Regions from separate parts of the Hordeum vulgare genome. Here region 1 is linked to region 2. A link is a contact called in public Hi-C data. All regions are on one chromosome and are shown on one strand. The core of a region is the stretch at or near the end of the contact, and the rest is flanking DNA. Distances in the headings are between cores, read along the strand shown.

Region 1 (3,214 bases), core at 452-2,951, 230 kb before region 2:
ATACCTGCCAAAATATATTTTCAATTTTGAAGAACTAAGCCACAATTTGCTAGTACAAGTTTAGGGCCTCTTGTATTGTCTAAATTCATCGAATTATACCCGCTATTACAACAAATAATAGTACAGTTTTATATACAATCCAAATCCTTTTTGCTTAAGGCGAAGAGTTATATCGTCACAAAATGTGAACACTTGAAATACAGCACATCCTCTAACTGGCTCAAAATTAATTAGCGAGAATGACAAAGAAAAAACTTACAGAAGTACAAAAGATCAAGAGGTAAGGCAGTGCTATACATTACTGACTACTGATAAGGACATGCAAAGCAATGCCATGAAAATATGTCGCTGAATGATACTCCCTCTGTACCTAAATACTTGTAGTGTTCTCCCCAGCTACAAGTATTTAGGTACAGAGGGAGTAGTATACAGGAAGAGTACTACGCTAATGATCTTTGTGGCATTCAGGGCGTACCTACCAATACCTAGGGGGTGCACCGGACACTGTCCAAAAATATGTTCTTTACTATAATTGATGCAAATTTAGGGTGTGACATCCCAAATATAGAAGAGATGCATGTATATTTTATAAGAGGATACCAGGACATTTTGTTTGTAGGTCAAATATAAAAGAGATGCATGTATATTTTATAAAGAGGATGCCAGGACATTTTCTTTCTAGGTCCGACACTGATGCCGTTCTACTATGGCGTTTAAAGTCAAAGGCCGGTATGACACTAGATCAACCCGGAGTACTGCTTAGTTAAACCCACTGCCCACAACAAACTTGGCTTGAGAACACGCAATCCATAGATCCATAGCCTGACAGCAACCAATCCTTTTGAATGATGCACGATAAAAAAAACACAAAAGCTGCACAGATGATAGGGTGTTCGGTGCTCACTCTCCACCGATCCAAAGCGGATGGCGAACATCTCCTCCTTGAGCTCACAGTCGGCAAAATCCAGCGCGTGCCACACGCACGACTTGTCGCTCCCGGCGTGCTCCTGCATCTTTGTAGTCGCCACAACTGCACACCAAATACCAAGATGTCAAAAAACACCGCCCATCCATCTAATCTGCAAATCGAAATCACCACCGAGAATTATCCCCCGAAAAGGCCCAAGCAAAGAAGTACCGAGGTGATTGGCGCAGATCTTGAGGGTCTTGGCCTGTCGCATGACGAGGCGGACCTTGGAACTCTCCTTGTGCTTGAGCAGCTTGACGGTGCCCGTGCCCCGCTCCTTCCACTGCCCCCCGTCCTTGTCGAATCTGTACAGCTTCGCTTTCCTACGGACACAAGAAGGAACACCGAACCAGACGCGTCAGACCTAGATCAAAGCCGAGAACGATCGGATCGGGCCAGATCGAGCGAAGTAACGGCGAGGGCGGCGGCTTACATGTCGAGGAGGACGTCCTCGTCCTCTTCACCGGTGGTGATGGCAACCTCCTCAAGCTTCACGATGGGAGCGATTTGGGCGCCGGTGTCCTCTTCCTCACCCGCCGCCGCGGCCTCCTCCTCCTCCTCGCGGTGCTCCGCTGGATCGGCCATTGCGGGAGTAGGGCTTGGGGCGGCGCTCGCTTGCTCTACCAGAGTTGTTGCTACCTGTTGCGGCCGCCGCGGTGGAGAGGAGAGAGAAACCCGAGCCGGGGGGTTATAAAAGCAGCATGGGGCTGGACCGTGCGCGCTGGAAAGAGGTCGGATTGGGGAAAGCAGTACCCCTGGTAGGGTTTTGAGTCGCGTCTCCGGGGAAAGCATTAGTAGGGTGTTGATCCGAATTCATTTTTCTGATTTCATGGGGTTAATATCAGAAAATTCATACTTTAAAAAACTATTGCATATTTATTTGTTTATTGCCTATTAGTGGATACTTAAATCACAGTCATTTCACATGTTCAAGTTTTGGTGTAGTTTTGGGGAAACATTATATAGTGCAGCAGGAGGCGTGATTCCATTAAATTACATGTGTCAAAAGTGTATTTATTCGGAATACTTTCTCAATATTTGTTTTAGATCAGTGTCCTATTAGTGCAACCAGAAGTGTGATTCCTATTAGGATCGTGCAGTTAGTTGCGGGTGCCTTGGTTGACGACTCGGAGGATGACGATGGCGATCCATCGCCTCCACCGTCGTCATCGTCCCTCCCTTCCTCGCCGTCATAAGATGTTTGTGAGCGCCTTGGTGATAGCCCTGCGCGAGGTGGTGGGCGTCCTAGGACAAGGCGGCAGGAGGATCAGTGCAGGCCACCAGCCCATGACGGGGGAGTCTTCGTCTGTGTCGCACTACCGATATGGCAATTCCAAATCCACGCATGGCTGCTCCAATTTCAAACACTGTTGGTTGTGGAGGGTGTCACGCTTTCCATCTGTCACGCGAACGTCATCGGTAGGACTCAAAGCATTGTGCATGCCATTGGACATAGCGCAGATGGACCGCCTACCACATGTCGACGCATGGCGAATTCTATGGCGAGAGATCACGTGGTAAGTGTGGAAAGCAAAGTCGATTAGTTTGGGACCAGGCAGCTCTCGTCGTTTTGTGCCTCTAGCCCCATGTGACCGGTTTCGGAACACGACATATGAGAGGTTCGCTTGCATCACGTGGTAGTGGAACATGTGGCGGCTAATAGGAACTCACTTCAAGATCCGGTGCAGACAAACAGGCAAGTTTATGTGGGATCACTGGAGTTGGTGGTTACTGATGGGACTCGACGCATGCAACCTACCATGGCTCTCAAGTGAATCCAATGCATGTGCTTGACGGGACGGAAAGCATGCAAGTGATAACCCATGAGGTCCCCTCTACTGTCGCTCGCCTGCACGATGTCTCTCATTCGTTTGAAGGCATGCCAAGTGAAGACAAGATGGCAACTATGCATGCATGGGATACATTCATGGTTAGTCTTTCGGAGGAGGTCTCTACAACTTTATCAAATGATGGAACGAGCACACCGACTACATAAAAGTGTGCACGAGTCCAATACATGTGCCCGCCTAAACGCTTTTTCGTGCCCAAGTACAACGCACGCTATCTCCCATCCTCCTCACACCTATGAGCCGTGCACCACCGAAGTCGAGGCGCCCAAGGTAGCAAAAGTAGATCACGAGCACCACACACAGGCGTAGCGTACGCTTGGCTAAGGGCCTAAATTGTGGATTTGTGGCCACCAAACAACAACAAACAATCATAAGGGAACTCTACCTGGTAAATGAA
Region 2 (3,254 bases), core at 148-2,647:
TCTCCTGGCCAGGTGGGCCGAGTTGAGGACCTGCATGTCGTTTCAAGAATGGCCCATGCCAGAAGGCCCCTGGCGTATCAACGAAAGGCTCCCAAAGACTTGACATGTAGCCCAAGATGTCAGATTCGTCATAGACTCTATTTCCACATACGTAGCCTACTAGGACAATGTAACCCTAGCCCCCTCGGTATCTATAGAAATTGAGGGGAGGGCCCATAGAGGACACACAATAATCTCAGGGTAGATCATACGTACTAGAGTACTCCAATCAAAAGCAATAAACACAAGCATGGCATAGTATCTTAACTTTTAGGAGAGCCCAAATAGGGCTAAAATATCGTGTGCTTGTTACTTTCATATTTGGACGTTTAGATCGAGACACCCTACCCAAGATGTGCTGGATTTTGCTTTATCACAAGGTGAAGAGTCATGTCGCCACCTTTATCATTGTTCTTCTAGGTACTAGCCACTTTGGCCGCGTAAGTCGAGCAGTAAAAAAGACATGACATCATGGGATGCCCACAAGGGAGACTCACCAATCCTCGAGGCGAGGGGGAGGGGTCTAGCGATGACTGGGGCAGGTTCCTGGGGACACCGGTGTTTAGGGCCTCCCTAGCTTTGAACACGTGGCGACCCCTGTCTGCATTAGTTGACACGTGCGGCTAGGACGCGAGCATGACCCATCCCCCCTAATCTGGGGACCCTTATCCTCTGTATTGCCAAGGGGATGCCGCACCTATGGTGTTCCAAAAAGTGCATGGACATTTTAAAGACATGTGTGTTATGTTAGAGGGAGAAATATGGAGTGTGGATGAGTAAATATATATTGGGTAAATTTAATTGACTATATTGCATGTATCGGGTCTTAACACTAAGAGCCCGCCCCCTCCTCTCCCCCGTCGGCTGCATTGTTGGCGACAAGAGGAATGGGACCCTTCGTTTCGTTTTTCTTTACCTCATTAGTTTTGTTTTCGTGGAGACATCGAAGAGGTGGTAGCGACAAATGTCGTGTTTGAATAGAGTCTTGATGGCCTCTTCTATCTTGGCGACATCCGATCCGACGCAAATAATGGCTCGTGAGAATTTGTGTTGTTAAATATATTGGCTCTCTTTGAATCTTAGTCGTTGCGTAATTGGTTGTCTTTTGGTGTGACGACTTCAGCATCCTCTTACGTGTTGTCATACGACATGGTCTAATTTCTTTAACTTTGATGTCTTTCCTTAAAGAAAGAAAAAAAAAACGTCTAAGATGCTCTTCATCCTGCGTGGCACTTGGTTCGAGTCGAACACTGTGATCGCCACGCACACGGGATGGAAAGCTGTCACCCCATTGGTCGAATTCGCTGGAGGACGCCTCCTCGCGCCACGTGGACTCGGTCGCGAAACATCTCGATTTCTCGGCCCGCTTCTCCATAATCGGCGGCACTCCCCGATGGCTACAACTCTCTTTCCGCCACCGCTTCCCTCCAAATCGAACCAAAATTCAACCCGAGGAATCCCTAAAGAAGCGAGCCTGACCGATAATCTTAACCCAGAAAGCTCAGCGCCGAGGAGCGAAACCCGAATCGAAGCAGTGCGCGATGGGGATCCCAATCCGATCTCTCCTCGTCGCCTCTCTCGTCCTCAGTTCGATCGCCCTGCATGTCGCGGCCAAAACCTTGGATCCCTACAAGGTGAGTGATTGCGTCAAAAATTCGCATGATTTGGGGCTATATAGCTAATGTGATTTCGGCTTTTGACAAATTCAATGTCAACTAAACGCACCATGAGCTGAAGCGATGTGTATGAATGCTTTTCTCAGAGGCTAGAACCCGATAGTGTACCATGGTGGACCTTAATTTTGTTTATCGGTTGCCGTTACTAAATGTAGAGGGGCTGAAAGTGATAAAACTGTGCTTCCATTTCAGCCGTTTTGCACCAAATAGGCGTCCAGATGCTTATGAACTCTGACATCCCTTCTTAACATCAAGGTGTTAAGAAGGTGTTGTTAACACACTATTGGTATATCTTAACATCACCCCTTCTTTTTCTGGTTGCAGGTTCTTGGGGTTGACAAGAATGCCAGCCAAAGGGATATTAAGAAAGCTTTTCACAAGTATGTTTCCAGTTTTTCGATTTGAGGAAAACATATTATGATTATGTTTTAACCCTCATAGTTTAGCATCCGATTTTTATTTCTATTTTCTGGTGTCCACAGGCTTTCGCTAAAATACCATCCTGACAAGAATAAAGAGAAGGGTGCACAACAGAAATTTGAAGAGATAAATAATGGTAAGACACCCAACTATGTCTGTTCAAAGTACCGGTATTAATACCTCGATTCATTTGGCATTTTAGACATAGTTCAGTTACCTCCAGGCACACTCTGACTCTGAGTGATGCATGTTGCCCCTTGAGCTTTTCAGGGTTTACGAAATTTTGTCCAATTCATGTTCTTGCCTGTGTTTATTTTACATTTGCTTCTCTTTGCAATTGATTTATCAGTCCACCAAGGACTTCTGTAACTCCTGTTAGTGAATTGTTTTTCATTCTGTGGTGAAGAAGAGGCAATAAATTGAACTATGAGCGCATCCTTTACTGTCACTCTGAATTTTCTAATGTGCATTGGTGTCATGTTTGCAGCACATGAGATTTTGTCCGATGAAGAGAAGAGGAAAAACTATGATCTCTATGGTGATGAGAAGGGTAACCCAGGTATGGGTGCTGGAAATTTTGGGAGCCATGACTTCACTGGTGGTGGCCCCAGGACTACCTATTTCTCATCCGGTGATGGATGGCAGACAATGGGTGGTCAGGGAAATTCGAAAACATTTTCCTTCTCATTTGGTGGCAACCCTGGAGCTGACGGTGGCAATCCATTTGGCTTTAATCTTGGTGATGTTTTTTCCAACATGTTTGCTGGTGGATCAATGGGAGGTGGCCAGCATGGTGGATTTGCTGGTTCTGCCAGACCCAGTGCAAGAACTTCTGGTCAGCAGAAAAGCCCTGTCACCATTCAGGAGGTAACGATGCAAACATTCAACAAAGAAATAGCTGACCAAGGAATAACTTGGCTCCTGTTATTCTATACACAACAAGCAAAAGGTCAATTTGTGCTTGAAAGTGTTCTGGAGGATGTGGCTCGTTCATTGGATGGTGCAGTGAGGGTAAGCTGATTAAGATTATATAATAATTCTGGTCCTTTACAGTTAATATATAGCAAGAATAGCTTATATAGTTACTCTCTTGATGCAGGCTGGCAAGGTAAATTGTGA

What was found. A called contact is a pair of places that touch in the nucleus more often than the background predicts.
Region 1: a contact with region 2 is called in a Hi-C map of seedling, with 5 times the contacts expected there. The contact joins the promoter of LOC123448903 here to the promoter of LOC123446597 in region 2. A contact is called at or near these places in 3 of 6 Hi-C or Micro-C datasets (leaf and seedling) and 1 of 1 datasets of contacts at active chromatin or transcription factors (embryo).

What each region holds. Positions count from the first base shown.
Region 1 is chr4H:449,839,007-449,842,220 of MorexV3_pseudomolecules_assembly, reverse strand. LOC123448903 (ran-binding protein 1 homolog a-like) reads right to left here and starts at 1,701. Exons shown (of 4, transcript XM_045125938.1): 1 at 1,401-1,701; 2 at 1,139-1,290; 3 at 905-1,030. The coding sequence starts at 1,552.
Region 2 is chr4H:449,611,751-449,615,004 of MorexV3_pseudomolecules_assembly, reverse strand. It overlaps LOC123446597 (dnaJ protein ERDJ3A), which reads left to right and starts at 1,397. Exons shown (of 7, transcript XM_045123174.1): 1 at 1,397-1,673; 2 at 2,040-2,095; 3 at 2,198-2,271; 4 at 2,623-3,146; 5 at 3,235-3,254. The coding sequence starts at 1,581.